Linked DNA regions of Sus scrofa: region 2 is linked to region 1. A link is a contact called in public HiChIP or PLAC-seq data. All regions are on one chromosome and are shown on one strand. Each heading gives the region's core, a stretch centred on a gene start, on an enhancer-like site or on the middle of the called end of the contact. The rest is flanking DNA. Distances are from core to core; before and after follow the strand shown. Region 1 overlaps FKBP5 (FK506 binding protein 5). Region 2 holds the start of FKBP5 (FK506 binding protein 5).

The links. HiChIP or PLAC-seq counts read pairs in DNA pulled down with a chosen protein or histone mark.
Region 2: a contact with region 1 is called in an H3K27ac HiChIP or PLAC-seq map of skeletal muscle. The contact joins the promoter of FKBP5 here to the enhancer-like site in region 1. A contact is called at or near these places in 4 of 47 Hi-C or Micro-C datasets (embryonic fibroblasts, retroperitoneal adipose tissue and skeletal muscle) and 2 of 2 datasets of contacts at active chromatin or transcription factors (alveolar macrophages and skeletal muscle).

The regions. Positions count from the first base shown.
Region 1 is chr7:31,464,067-31,470,497 of Sscrofa11.1, forward strand. All of the region lies in intron 6 of FKBP5 (FK506 binding protein 5), which reads right to left. LOC110261510 (a long non-coding RNA gene) reads left to right here. Exons shown (of 3, transcript XR_002345681.1): 2 at 3,888-3,945. Among named protein-coding and RNA genes, the nearest start is that of FKBP5, 83 kb to the right of the region's middle. Within about 2 kb of position 3,120, at least 49 of the 83 cell types and tissues checked have an H3K27ac peak or open chromatin away from gene starts, as enhancers often do. A contact at or near this core is called in alveolar macrophages, embryonic fibroblasts, retroperitoneal adipose tissue and 1 more, where this site is marked.
Region 2 is chr7:31,547,177-31,553,321 of Sscrofa11.1, forward strand. FKBP5 (FK506 binding protein 5) reads right to left here and starts at 2,654. Exons shown (of 12, transcript NM_001315611.1): 1 at 2,548-2,654.

The DNA of each region.
Region 1 (6,431 bases), core at 1,870-4,369:
ATGCCAGAGCCACAGCAACGCAGGATCCGAGCCGCGTCTGCAACCTACACCACAGCTCACAGCAACGCCGGATCGTTAACCCACTGAGCAAGGGCAGGGACCGAACCCGCAACCTCATGGTTCCTAGTCGGATTCGTTAACCACTGCGCCACGACGGGAACTCCGTATTAAACATTTATAATGGCATCTTGGACTCAGATGCTTTGGTTGAAAAACACCTGAACAATGGAGTTCCTGCTGTGGCACAACGAGGTCAGCAGCATCGCTGCAGCACCAAGATGCTGGATTGATCCCTGGCCCAGCACAGTGGGTTAAAGATCTGGCATTGCCACAGCTGTGGCATAGGTCATAACTTTGGCTCAGATCTGATCCCTGGCCTAGGAATGCCATATGCTGCAAGGCAGCACCCCCCGCCAAAAAAAAAAAGGAAAGAAAAAAACCAAATGGCTATATCCCCAGTGATATTCAAGGGTTAACTGAATACAGAAGCTTTTTTTTTTTTTAATTTCATTCACAAATATGTTTGAATAAAAACAGAAAACCCAAAGGCAACATCATCAATAACTAACACACTGTGATCACTCAGTGGGGTAATACATGTAAAATGTGAAGGAGTCAAGAGTCTGCTGTAACTCACCCATCAACTCTTGAGACGTTAAGCAAAGAAGTCAGTTTCTCAGGGCCTACTTCCCACTCCACTCACACCCACTCGGCTCATTCCCAGGCTGGTTTCGTATTACATGAGGGGCTTTTACGTTAAGACCAAATAGGAAAGACACATATTATGCCCTTTTCTTGTGGCATAAACCACTCTCTGAAACTTTCAAACTACCTTTAATGTTAAGGATATTCATTCCTTTCCATTTAGGCCTTTGACTCAGGTAGAAACATGGGTGGCTTGTATGACAACAGAACAGTCAACAAGCAATATAATAATTTATCTTTCATAGGAAAATTCTTTATTCCCACTTCTCTAATATAATGGCTTTGATTCAAATGTAACAAATTCCTAAAATGCTTCTTTTCTAGGACTGGTTGGTCTACTTTAGATTAATAACTTGTTTTAGAGGCAAAAAAAAAAAAACCAAAAACAAACCTACTTGTTCTGTAACACTTGTTCCATGAGACAATTATTTTCTAAATACAAATTCAATTCCAACTTACTCTACTTTTGAAATACTTGATCTCAAACGTCCTTTGAAGGTCTAAGATTCGATGATTCTCTATGACCCAGTGATACAACTCTTGACATAGGCCAGAAACCAGCTTCAAAGCTGATTCCTGCAGTTAATCATTTGATCGCGTTACCTCTAGCCCAAGCCTGGGAAAGGAGAGAAACCCTGAAGAGTAAACAGCAGTGGCACAGACACCAGGGGCCAAAATGTCCCATGGTCGTTTATGCTTTGAAGCTCTCTACCCTTTTCTAAATCACAATTGATAGCATCCCATTGTTCCCACTGCAGACCCAGGATGGAGTCTAAGATGCTTGGGCCAAACTAGAGCAGGCCTGACTCTCGAGTCAAACGCTCTGAGCAGGCCAAGGGCTAGGCTGACTGTCAGGGTGGAGCCAACACACAGGAATTTTGTTCAGGGACCATGCTCACGAATGCAGATGACCCTATTTCATTCACTTTGGGAATGTTCTAGATAAAACACAACGGAGCTCACAGCACAATGAGAGTTCCTTTGATTGGAAATTAGTTTCAAAATAAATTTAACTTTATTATTTTCTGGAGTTCCCATCGTGGCACAGTGGAAATGAATCCGACTAGGAACCATGAGGTTGAGGGTTCAAACCCTGGCCTCGCTCAGTGGGTTAAGGATCTGGCGTTGCCGTGAGCTGTGGTGTAGCTTGCAGACGCGGCTCAGATCTGGCATTGCTGTGGCTGTGGCATAGGCTGACGGCTACAGCTCCGATTAGACCCCTGGCCTGGGAACCTCCATATGGCGCGGGTACAGCCCTAAAAAGACAAAAAAAAAAAAAAAAATTCAACTTTATTATTTTCAAATACATGCTAGAGAGGTTCTGAGGGAATCCAAGGCTTAAGATATTTTTACTAGAGTAAATGCTCATGTTTCTGAAGAATTTTGTGAGTTATGAAAAGTTTGTGTTCTCATATATTTTAAAATCTGCCCAGGGAATTTAATTTAGATTAACATGATGACACTTTTCATGAAAAAAGATTTGCTGAGCAAAGTGAATTTCAGCCCACACATTGTAAAATATTGCAAGTATTGAGATTTATTATCCTAGTAGCTCACAACTTAGATGACAGATCTTTTTATGTGAGGTTTATTGTTAGAAGCATTTTCCTCCCTGAAGGAGAGTACATTTAGTGGGGGAGGAAACTATCAGTACATTCGTTGTGGTTTTTGGTTGATCAAGTTTGAGTGTGTTTTCAAAACAGGAAATCCAGAGACTCTGCAAAGGATTCCTGCTTGTGTGTCAGTTTCCTAGGCTGGCTTTCAGCTCGATGCATGTACTTGATATTAAGATTACATAAATAATTTCACAAGTTCTCTTTACATGTGATAACCCTTCATATTAGAGAAAGAACAGGTTGGCTACTAATAAACATGTTGGGAAAGATAAGTGAGGCAAGCACATGAGCAAAAAAAAAAAAAAAAAAAAAAAGTTCCCAAATTATAATGGAGTCATAATTAACAAAGCAAAAAGGTTCACTGTAGCTGGTCTAAGAGACAATAAATGACAGAACCAATGTTTGTGGCCACCTAGAAGGTAAATACATGCAATAAGGCTATACTTACTACCTTACATAGGAACAAATCTTTTAATTTTTTTCTACTAAATCTAACTCTTTTAAGCTGGACCTGGACAAGCACCACCTACAGTACCATAAAATCTTAAATTGATGTAATGAGATGTATGTGCACATAGGTGCACAGCCGTCTATACATGTAAACCGCCCCCTGTCAATACTGACATTATCCGAGCAAGAGGAGGTACCACAGCTCAGGGTGTGGACAGTCCATCGATTCTTTACATCTCCCTACAAGCAGCAGCGGCTGTGGCTCCAATTTCTAAACTTGGAACACTGGTGTGACAAGTTCTACAAGACTGCTGACAAGAACTCACACCCCACCTTGGGGCTACAGAAATGCCTGCTACTGCCACTGCGACAGCAGGCCCCCATCATGGTGACAGATGCAGACACGCCCAGCTCCTGTAGACCTAGCTTTTTAAAAAAAACTGTCTCAACAGTTGCCACAAAAGAAAACTGTGGCAGCTCTGGCTGTGGAAGACCTGTGGTTGCTTTTGACCTTGTATCTCTTAGTGCAAATACTCACTTAATAAATATTTAACAATAACCATCATGACTCACTGGGAGCTCGGCCTCTAGGGCTCAGGAGGTCTGTTGCTAATTCCAACCAGCATGATTTACGGGAAGTAACTGATCTATGACGTGCCCGAAGAGAATAAAAGTACATACAGGATGCTTCTACTTAAGGCTTTTTGGGGACAGAAAGAAACATACAAGTTAAAAAGGGACATTTTCTCTTGACTTAAAGTCTACATAACTTAAAGGGAGGAGGTCCTCCAAACCCCACCGAGTCAAACCAAACCAAATTACCCCAGTTTTGCTGCGCAATCCGAGAGTAACCACATCAAGTGAACCCAGGCTGCTGCAAAACATCACTTAAACTGGAGCTCTGACTTATTGTTCTCTTACTGCCCTAGAGCAATTTTGTTTTGAAGAGCACAGAACACCCTGTTCTGAATGTGGCTGGCACATGAACTCGATGTGCTGACAGCAATTTGTACTCCGATTAAGATGGGGGGGGGAGTGCACTGCAGTAAGGGAAAAAAAAAAAACAAAACAAAACTGGAATGCAGGAACCAAAAAACTGTATAATGTGTATTTTAGGAAGCAAAACTGAGAAAAAAAATTGCTGTAAATGCTCCAGCCTAAAGACGTTACTCTGGTAAGTGTCTGTTTTTCTCTTTTCTAATTATAGTAGTCTGATAGCTTTGCACTCATTTCCAAAACAATTACTGGGTCATGGGGATCTGAATGGGAATGTTGTAATGGCATTACTACTGGACAAGACTGGCCATTTAACAGAGAAAACCAGGTTGTGACAGGTTACTCCTACTCGGCAACGGTTTTCTCTGCTGCCTGATTCATATGCCAAGGGAGAGTCTCTCTGCCTGCATCTGCTATCTAACAGAGCGGAGCATCCAAGAGACAGTGAGTGGGATCCTACCGACCCCTAGAAAAGGCAAATGAAGAGGCAGAGGTGGATTTCTAAAGTCAGAAGAGGCATATTAATCACTGATTAGAAGAGAAACTGTTCCCCTCAGCCACAGAGGTCAATTCCCGCCCCCCCACTCCCTCCCCGCGACTGTCCGCCTCTGCATTTTGTACTCTGATGAACAGATGCCACGGCAGGGCTGCTTACGGTGCCGAGGGATGATGGTTGCCGACTGAGAGCAGGCGTGAACTTGGCTACTTGAGCAGAGTAGCCCTGATGCAAACGATTGTGTATCTTAGTCTAGACAGGAAGCATACACAGGACAATAGACTACACCAACACAAACCCTCACACTCTGCAGCAGGATAGCACTGCAGTCAGACCTGGATTCCAGTCCCTTCTGTCACTAAACAATTGTGGCTTTGGGCAAGGTCTTTTAAATTATCTGAAGCTCAGTTTCTTCATATACAGAATAGGGGGAGTAACTAACTTTAGCCTAACTCATAACTATTGAGAGGATTGAATTAGGTACTGAATTAATTAAAGCTTTTAGCCTAGCACTTGGCAGGCATTCATTTCTGTGTCAGGGTGGCTACTATGTGAAAGCACTGTGTTACGTGTGGCTACAGAGATGAACTCAGTGAATGTTAGCTACAATTATTTTCCTGCAATTAGTGGTAAATTATACCACATTAAGCATGTTTTAGAACTTGGTATGAGAAACCACTTCATGGCTCCACAGAGAGAGCCGTCAAAGTATGAATAAAACTCAAAGCGAGCAGAAGCAACATCTTCTGTTTCTTTTGTACCTCACAGTGCCCAACACATGGTTCAGGGCCAGAAAGTAAATATTTATTTAATGATTAATCTGAAAATAGGGCATTAAGGAAAATGGTAGTAATTTTCATTCATTTATAGGAATTTTCCTTTTTGAATATATCAGTACTCCTCTTTTTAATAAATTCCAAGAGCTATTTAAATTCTTCACTGATACGGAACTCTTGTTTTTTAATACTATTCTAAAATAAATGGTCCACTGGCTGAATTTTTAGTAACAAATGATAAATATATATATTTATACATATTCATATTTATCAATGTTAACTAAGCAGCATTATCCCCCCTTGAATAAGAAAATCCTTTCACGTTGCCGTGAGCTGTGGTGTAGGTTGCAGACGCGGCTCGGATCCCGCGTTGCTGTGGCTCTGGCGTAGGCCAGTGGCTACAGCTCCGATTCAACCCCTAGCCTGGGAACCTCCATATGCCGCGGGAGCGGCCCAAGAAATAGCAACAACAACAACAACAACAAAAGACAAAAAAAAAAAAAAAAAAAAAGAAAATCCTTTCAGAAAATTTGCTTCCCCTCCTCATATTCCGTCTCCACCACATTTTGTTAAAATGACCTGGGATCTAGTTCCATACTAGTTAAACTAGTATTCTTTTTTTCCTTCAAACTAGTATTTTTAACACTATAGTTCTACCATTTCAGGGGTCCAACTTCACTGTCACATTATGGAAATTAATTTTACTTTATTTTTTTGTCTTTCATCATTTAAGGGCTGCACCCCCAAAATGTGGAGGTTCCTGGGATATGGGTTGAATTGGAGCGGTAGCTGCCAGCCTACGCCAGAGCCACAGCAATGCCAGATCCGAGCAGCACCTGTGACCTACACCACAGCTCATGGCAATGCCAGATCCTTAATCCACTGAGCGACACCAGGGGTCGAACCCGCAACCTCATGTTCCTAATCAGATTCATTTCCAATGTGCCACGACGGGAACTCCTGGAAATTAATTTTACGCCCAGTAATGTTTCTTATGCCTCAAGTCTTCACTTCTTGGCTTTATCTTTCGGGATGTTTTAGTACATCCTATAGTTCTGCTTTTTTTTTTTTTCAAAAAGGGCACAAGTCTGCATATTCTAAACAGTTACTTTTTTTTTCTGATACTTAAATGATAATTTGGCTGAGTACAGAATTCCAGGTTCAAAACACTCATAGACTGGAGTTCCCGTCGTGGCACAGTGGTTAGCGAATCTGACTAGGAACCATGAGGTTGCGGGTTCGATCCCTGCCCTTGCTCAGTGGGTTAAGGATCCGGCGTTGCTGTGAGCTGTGGTGTAGGTCGCAGACGTGGCTCGGATCCTGTGTTGCTGTGGCTCTGGCATAGGCTGGCAGCTACAGGTCCGATTAGACCCCTAGCCTGGGAACCTCCTT
Region 2 (6,145 bases), core at 1,404-3,903, 83 kb after region 1:
CTTTTACACAATAAACAAACATCTTAGTCGCAAAAAAAAAAAAAAAAAAAAAAAAAATCGCACTTCAGTGGCTATTGCTTTTAAGTCAATAATCATGTGATGTACCTACCAATGGCCGCCTAATCTCTGATGAATGTACATTTAATGTCCCTTACACTTTTGGGGACATAATTTCAGTAGTTAAAAAACACTGTAAAAAAAAAATTCAGAATGTAAAATGAAAAAAATCTAATTTCTAATCAGCTAGGTTAAAAGTTCAAATAGTTTCAGAATTATAAAATGTATAGAACATGTAACTGTTCAGCATAAAATAATTACAAATTTAGTGTGCCAAATTATGTAACTATAGGCTTTTATTAGGAATTGTGAAAAATTACATTAAAGGCCTACAGAGACTATTAATGAGAGATACAGCAAGCATATTACTGTTAAATAAAACAGTATTAATATCTGAATTGTGAGATTTATCCTCAAGTTTAGTTGGTTTAATGTGTTCCGGTTTTTTTGTGGCTTTACTCGTTAAAAAATATTTTCCCAGCCTCAAACTCAAAGGGAGCCACACCTGAGGGTTAATGACAAAAACATTCCCAATGTAAACTGTGTAGATGCGATAATTCAACTTATGCTTAAATTTGAAACTGTAATGTGGCTGATAATTTTATGATATGGTCTACCACAAGTTAAAGTAAACAAAGTTAAAGGGGACAAAAATCAGCAATTAAAGTGTGTAAAAACTGAATCTGAAAGCAATCTTTTAATTAAAAGTCACTTTTATAGTTAAAGTTCCCAAAATATGCTTTTGTGTAAATGAAACTATGAAATGTAGCTTTATGATATGTGGTATATTTAAGCATCATCACAGGACAAAGATTTTATAACTAATTACACACAGTAGTTAAACTAATATTCCCATACACTTTAAAGAACAATTAATTACATAAATCGCTCAGAACCATGAGAGCCCGGGTCTCATAAAAGTCTTCAAGTCTATTTATATAGAATCAAATCCACTCTGGACAAGTCACTGTTCAACCATTCAACCTTCACTAAGCATCAAAAAGGCAACTCAGCTTTCAATAGAAATTACTTCTACACCTATATATACAAGGATGGTCTTCCTTTCCTAGACCGATTCGTTCTAAGCTAAGAAGCCTTGAGGAAACTAAACAACCTATTCAATCCAAGAAAAAACAGAAAATTGAAGATTTCATTAGTTGTCTAATCTAATATTTTAAAATAGTCACGTTGAACTGATTAAAATTGTTTTAAAAAAGAAATTCACCCCAAATTCCCATCCCTAAAAAATTAAAGATTCAGAAACATACTTGTTTTGTTAAATGTTTGAAAGACAAGGACCTCTCAGCATATAAGCCTGTTGTTCTAAAGAAATAAAACATTTTATAAAGACCACTTTGTTTTGCTTTTTTTTTTAATCCCCAATAGTCACAATTAGCTTATTGGTTAGAGTTCACCTTTAAAAGGTGTCACTAATTATCTAAATAACTAAAATTACTATTCAACGAAACACTAATAAAGTAGCATACTAAATCAGAAGTATAACTTTATCACTAAGTTAAACTTACATCTAAGTATAAACCATACCTAGCACAGACATCAAAAAGACATATTAGCAAAGAAAATCTAAATCAACTGTTTATCCAATACGTCATTAGTAACCTTCATAACATATTTTTAAGTAATTACTACATATTATTTTAAAACTTTTTTTTCCCTATAGGTGCCCTAAATTGGTCAGGGCCATAACTGCAGAGTGTTAAGCAGAGGTCAGATGGGAGAGGCAGAAACAGAAAATGTTAAGTATGACAAACAAAAACGTCCCACAAGAATAAGTTTTCACATCCATCTTTGAATTTGGACTCAAACGCCCAAGAGGAAAAGTTACTCTAATTCTCTGGAGACCTCTTCTGAGGGGCAGGGGTGGAACGGTGGGGGAAGGAGAATTCCCAGAGACAATTAAAAACACTCAACCAAAATATGCCTTAACTTTGCCCTGGTCCGCAATCTAACAAAATGGGAAGACAATGAACATAAACACTCCTGTGTGCCCTCAGAAAAGCAAAGAAAGCTCCCATTCAATGCTCAGCCTTATTCCACTCCTGTAAAGTAAATCCAAAACCACGAGCTCAAACTGCTTCATGCAGAATTTACTGAATGGCGGCCAAAGGCTGTACACGCTGTCCTGAACCACACAGAGGGATATCTAGAGTTCTGCATTCTCCATTTACAACTTGTACCTTACCATGCTTTCGCCACCGCTGCAGAAGCCCATTTTCAAACTGAGACTACGACGTTCCTCCCCGCCCGTCCGTGTGAAGCAGGTTCTCTCCCGGCGGGAGAGAAACTTCGCCTTCGCTCTCCCGGCCCCCGCCCAGTTTTTAAAAAATTGAACTAGTTTGACTCCTCTACTGCAACCAGCACCCCTTTTTAGAAGTCATTAAGGGTAGATGCGTTCTAACGCCCCGGAGTGAATTGAATACGGAGCCCTAAAACTCCTCAATGGCCTTCACCTGGCACTAAAATAATCACCTGTTCAAACTGAGCGGCCCTGGCACCCTCTAAGCGCGGCCGAGAGCGGGAATGCTGTTCCAGTCACCAGTCCCGGGTCTGCAGGTGAAGGCGGCGAACACACATCCACACCCACCGCCCGGGGAGCGCAAACCGAAAGCCAGGACCGCGGCGGCCGGACGCTCCGTTATCCTCGCCCTGCGCGGGCCCCGCCAGGTGAGCGAGGCTCCATCGTGCCCGCGGCGTCCCGACGCTCGGCTCACCCCAGCTCCACTTCTCCCGCCGCCCGGGCCCGGAAGGCGAAGTTTCTCTCCCGCCCGCGGCGGCTACTGCTCACGCGCCGCCCGGCCCTCCCGCCAGTCCCGCCGCCTGCTCCGGCCGGCCGCAGTCACCGGCGCCGGGCCTCGGACGAGCCGGAGCCCGGGACCTGTCACCCCGGGCGGGAAACAAAAGCCGGGTGAGGACCAGCGGGCGCCACCGGCCTCGCCTCCGCGAGGGGGAGCGCGGCGGGGGCGGGGAGCGGCTCTCGCGGCCGCCCGGCTCCGCGCCTCCAGGAGGGAACCCCGGCCCCGCGGCCTGGCGGGACGCAAAGGAGCCCCGCGGCGGGCTGGGGACCTCCGGCGCGTCCGCCTCGAGGCTTCCCCGGCCCCTCTCTCCCCGACGCGCCGTTCCCGGACTGGGGAGCCGCATGAGGAGGCGGGGAGGCGGAGCGGGAAGGCGGCGGGACCGCAAAGGAGGAATTCGGCTCCCGGAGCTCCACGACCACCCGCCCCATCCTTGCGGCCATGGCGCCGGTACCTGTCGCCGGGGTTGCTCTACTGCTCTGTCTCTCCCCGCCTCACCCGCACGCAGCTGTCCCCTCAGCCCGCCCAGCAGGCCGCCCGCGCGCCGGACGCCGCCGCCTCCAGAGACTGGCAGCGCCTGCGAACCGGCCCGAATCCCCCGGGCAGCGCCCGGCGCCGTCCCGCCCCCGCCGGCCGTAGGACCCGCCTTCCATAGGGCCCCGGGGCCGTCAGTCCGCCCCCAAAAGGCGCGCGGGCTGTCGCTCTGCCTGTTCGGATTGGCGGCCTCGCGCTGTCCATGCAAATAAGGCCCCGCCCCCGTCCATTTGCACCTCCGCCTTGGTGTAACCTCCGCCTCTCCACGCCAGCCCACGTGTCTGGCCCTTGCCCTTTGTGGGGGCTGGAGGCAAGGGATGAAGGAAACTGACCCACACCCCCTCACACCGTTCCTTGCCTCCAGGGAAATTAATGCCTAAATAAGCTTGTTGACTTAACAACGGGGTCTCTCCCTGAAAACTCTGTCCCCCTTCCTGCCCACCCAACCTGCCCCGTGGATGGAGAGGGGCAGGCCAGGCTGTTTGTGTCAGGTAAGCAAGCCAGGTTAGCCCCAGGAAACACCACCAGGAACTCAAAGTTGTCTCTCAGAAGTGGGAAAATCCCACCCGGAGAACCGTCGCACATAGCACTTTTCTCTGGACTTGCAGTCATTGCGAAGATTATGCTTTCCCCGCGGCTTTCTACCTTTCCAATATGAGATCCCAGTGGATTGAGACAGCAGAGGGCCTTAGAAGATGTTCGTGGTCTCTGCCCCCTGCCAAAGGGTAGGCCTACTGAGCAAACTCGGCTTCAGCAGGGGCTCTGGGCCCTCCAGCGAGATAGCGATCTGGGGATTCAGGTGAGGGTCGGAACTAGCTGCACCTGGACCTTAGGGAGTATCGCGCTCAATACCCCTCGTTTTTGAGGAAACAGAAACCTAGTCCCGTAGCTCTGGAACTTAAGAATTACATATGGCAACCTAACATCTAGCCAGATTAAAAGCCACAGCTTCTAGTTCCACATCTGCTCACTATACTCTATCACCTCGGTCATTTAGGTATTTATGAAGAGCTGCTTCTACAAATGAGCATTTCTGCCTTCCAGAGGTGGTGCCTGCAGAAATGACCAGGAGAGCCAACACTGAAACCTCCTCAAGGGCAAGGGCCCTGTCTCCGTGCCTAGGAACTCTCTTTTTACCAGATGCCAGGGAGAGTCAATGAAACAGTTTATTTGTGCAGTAATTAGCCAAGACAAAGGTGATTAAAACTACTCTGCATACAGCGTTGATTAAGCACCCATTATGCTCTTTAACAGACAGTATTCATCCTTGCGCTATGTACGGAGCACAAAGGTGAGAGGATCTTGTCCCAGACCTTAAGGACTTCAGCTTAAGAGATAGTGACATCCACACTGCATGTCAGTGCTCCTCATGTAACAGAGACAGTGACAGATGTCTGCAGAGGGAATGGCTATGCATAGGTCAGTGGAGGACTCCAATTAGTGGGGAATCAGCTCTTCCTGGGAGAGTCAGGGAAGCCTCCTTGAAGAGATGAGGCTAGAACTGAGTATTAAAAGTGGTGCTTGCCAGACAGAGGATGTGCAAGAGGAAGGAAAGGAACTTCCAGGACAGAGTAGGGGTGAGGTGGGGCTGGGGGAGGAATCTCAGGAGCAAAAAAATGCAAAGCTGGAAAAGCCTAGTAACTGAGGGAACAGCAAGGAGCAGTGTGGGCAAATCGGGGCTGTGTGGCCATGTCACATGCTCTGGGACCAGGCTCTTCCAGAAGGAAGACAGAAAGACCCGGGAGGCTGCCAGGCAGTGTTGTAACACACCGCAGCAAACAACAACAGGCCCTGTAGATACAGCTGCAGGCTTTTTTTTTTTTTTTCTAGGCGTCTGTGGGGAACAGTCAGTTCCACAGTTGCAGTGGCAGTCTGGCTGGCCCCACCCACTCTCTCAGAAAACCACTTCGGTCACTGCACTTGCCCTCCTCAGCATTTGGAAACACAAGTGCTTGCAATTTCCCTAAACATTGCTGCCCTTCAGAATTCAAAGATAACATGGGCTATGGCTGCAGACACCTGGGTGTGGGATGAGCCACCCTCTCCTCACATACAAAACAGTTCTTTGCAAGGCCTGTCACCAAGGCTGGCCTCATGGGCTTGTGACCTGTGCTTGGATTCATGCTCTGCTATCACTGTCTTCAAATTCTTAGTTGTTTTTTTTTTTTTTTTTAAACAAGGGGCCCCACGTTTTCATTTTGGCATGGGACTTGCGAATTACTTGCCAGTCCTATCTGTCACTGTTAATGACCCTGGGAAAATGCTGGTGCTACTGCTCAAACTGTATCTCATTTAAAAGCACTTGGGGAGTTCCCGTCGTGGCGCAGTGGTTAACGAATCCGACTAGGAACCATGAGGTTGCGGGTTCGGTCCCTGCCCTTGCTCAGTGGGTTAACGATCTGGCGTTGCCGTGAGCTGTGGTGTAGGTTGCATACGCGGCTCGGATCCCGCGTTGCTGTGGCTCTGGCGTAGGCCGGTGGCTACAGCTCCGATTCAACCCCTAGCCTGGGAATCTCCATATGCCGCGGGAGCGGCCCAAGAAATAGCAACAACAACAACAACAACAAAAAGACAAAAGACAAAAAAATAAATAAATAAATAAATAAATAAAAGCACTTGGCATTCACTTGGTTTGGCCACATGCATTGTATCACCTTTTTTTTTTTTTTTTTTTTTTTGGTCTTTTAGGGCTACACCTGCGGCATATGGAAGTTCCTAGCCTAGGGGTCCAATCGGAGCTA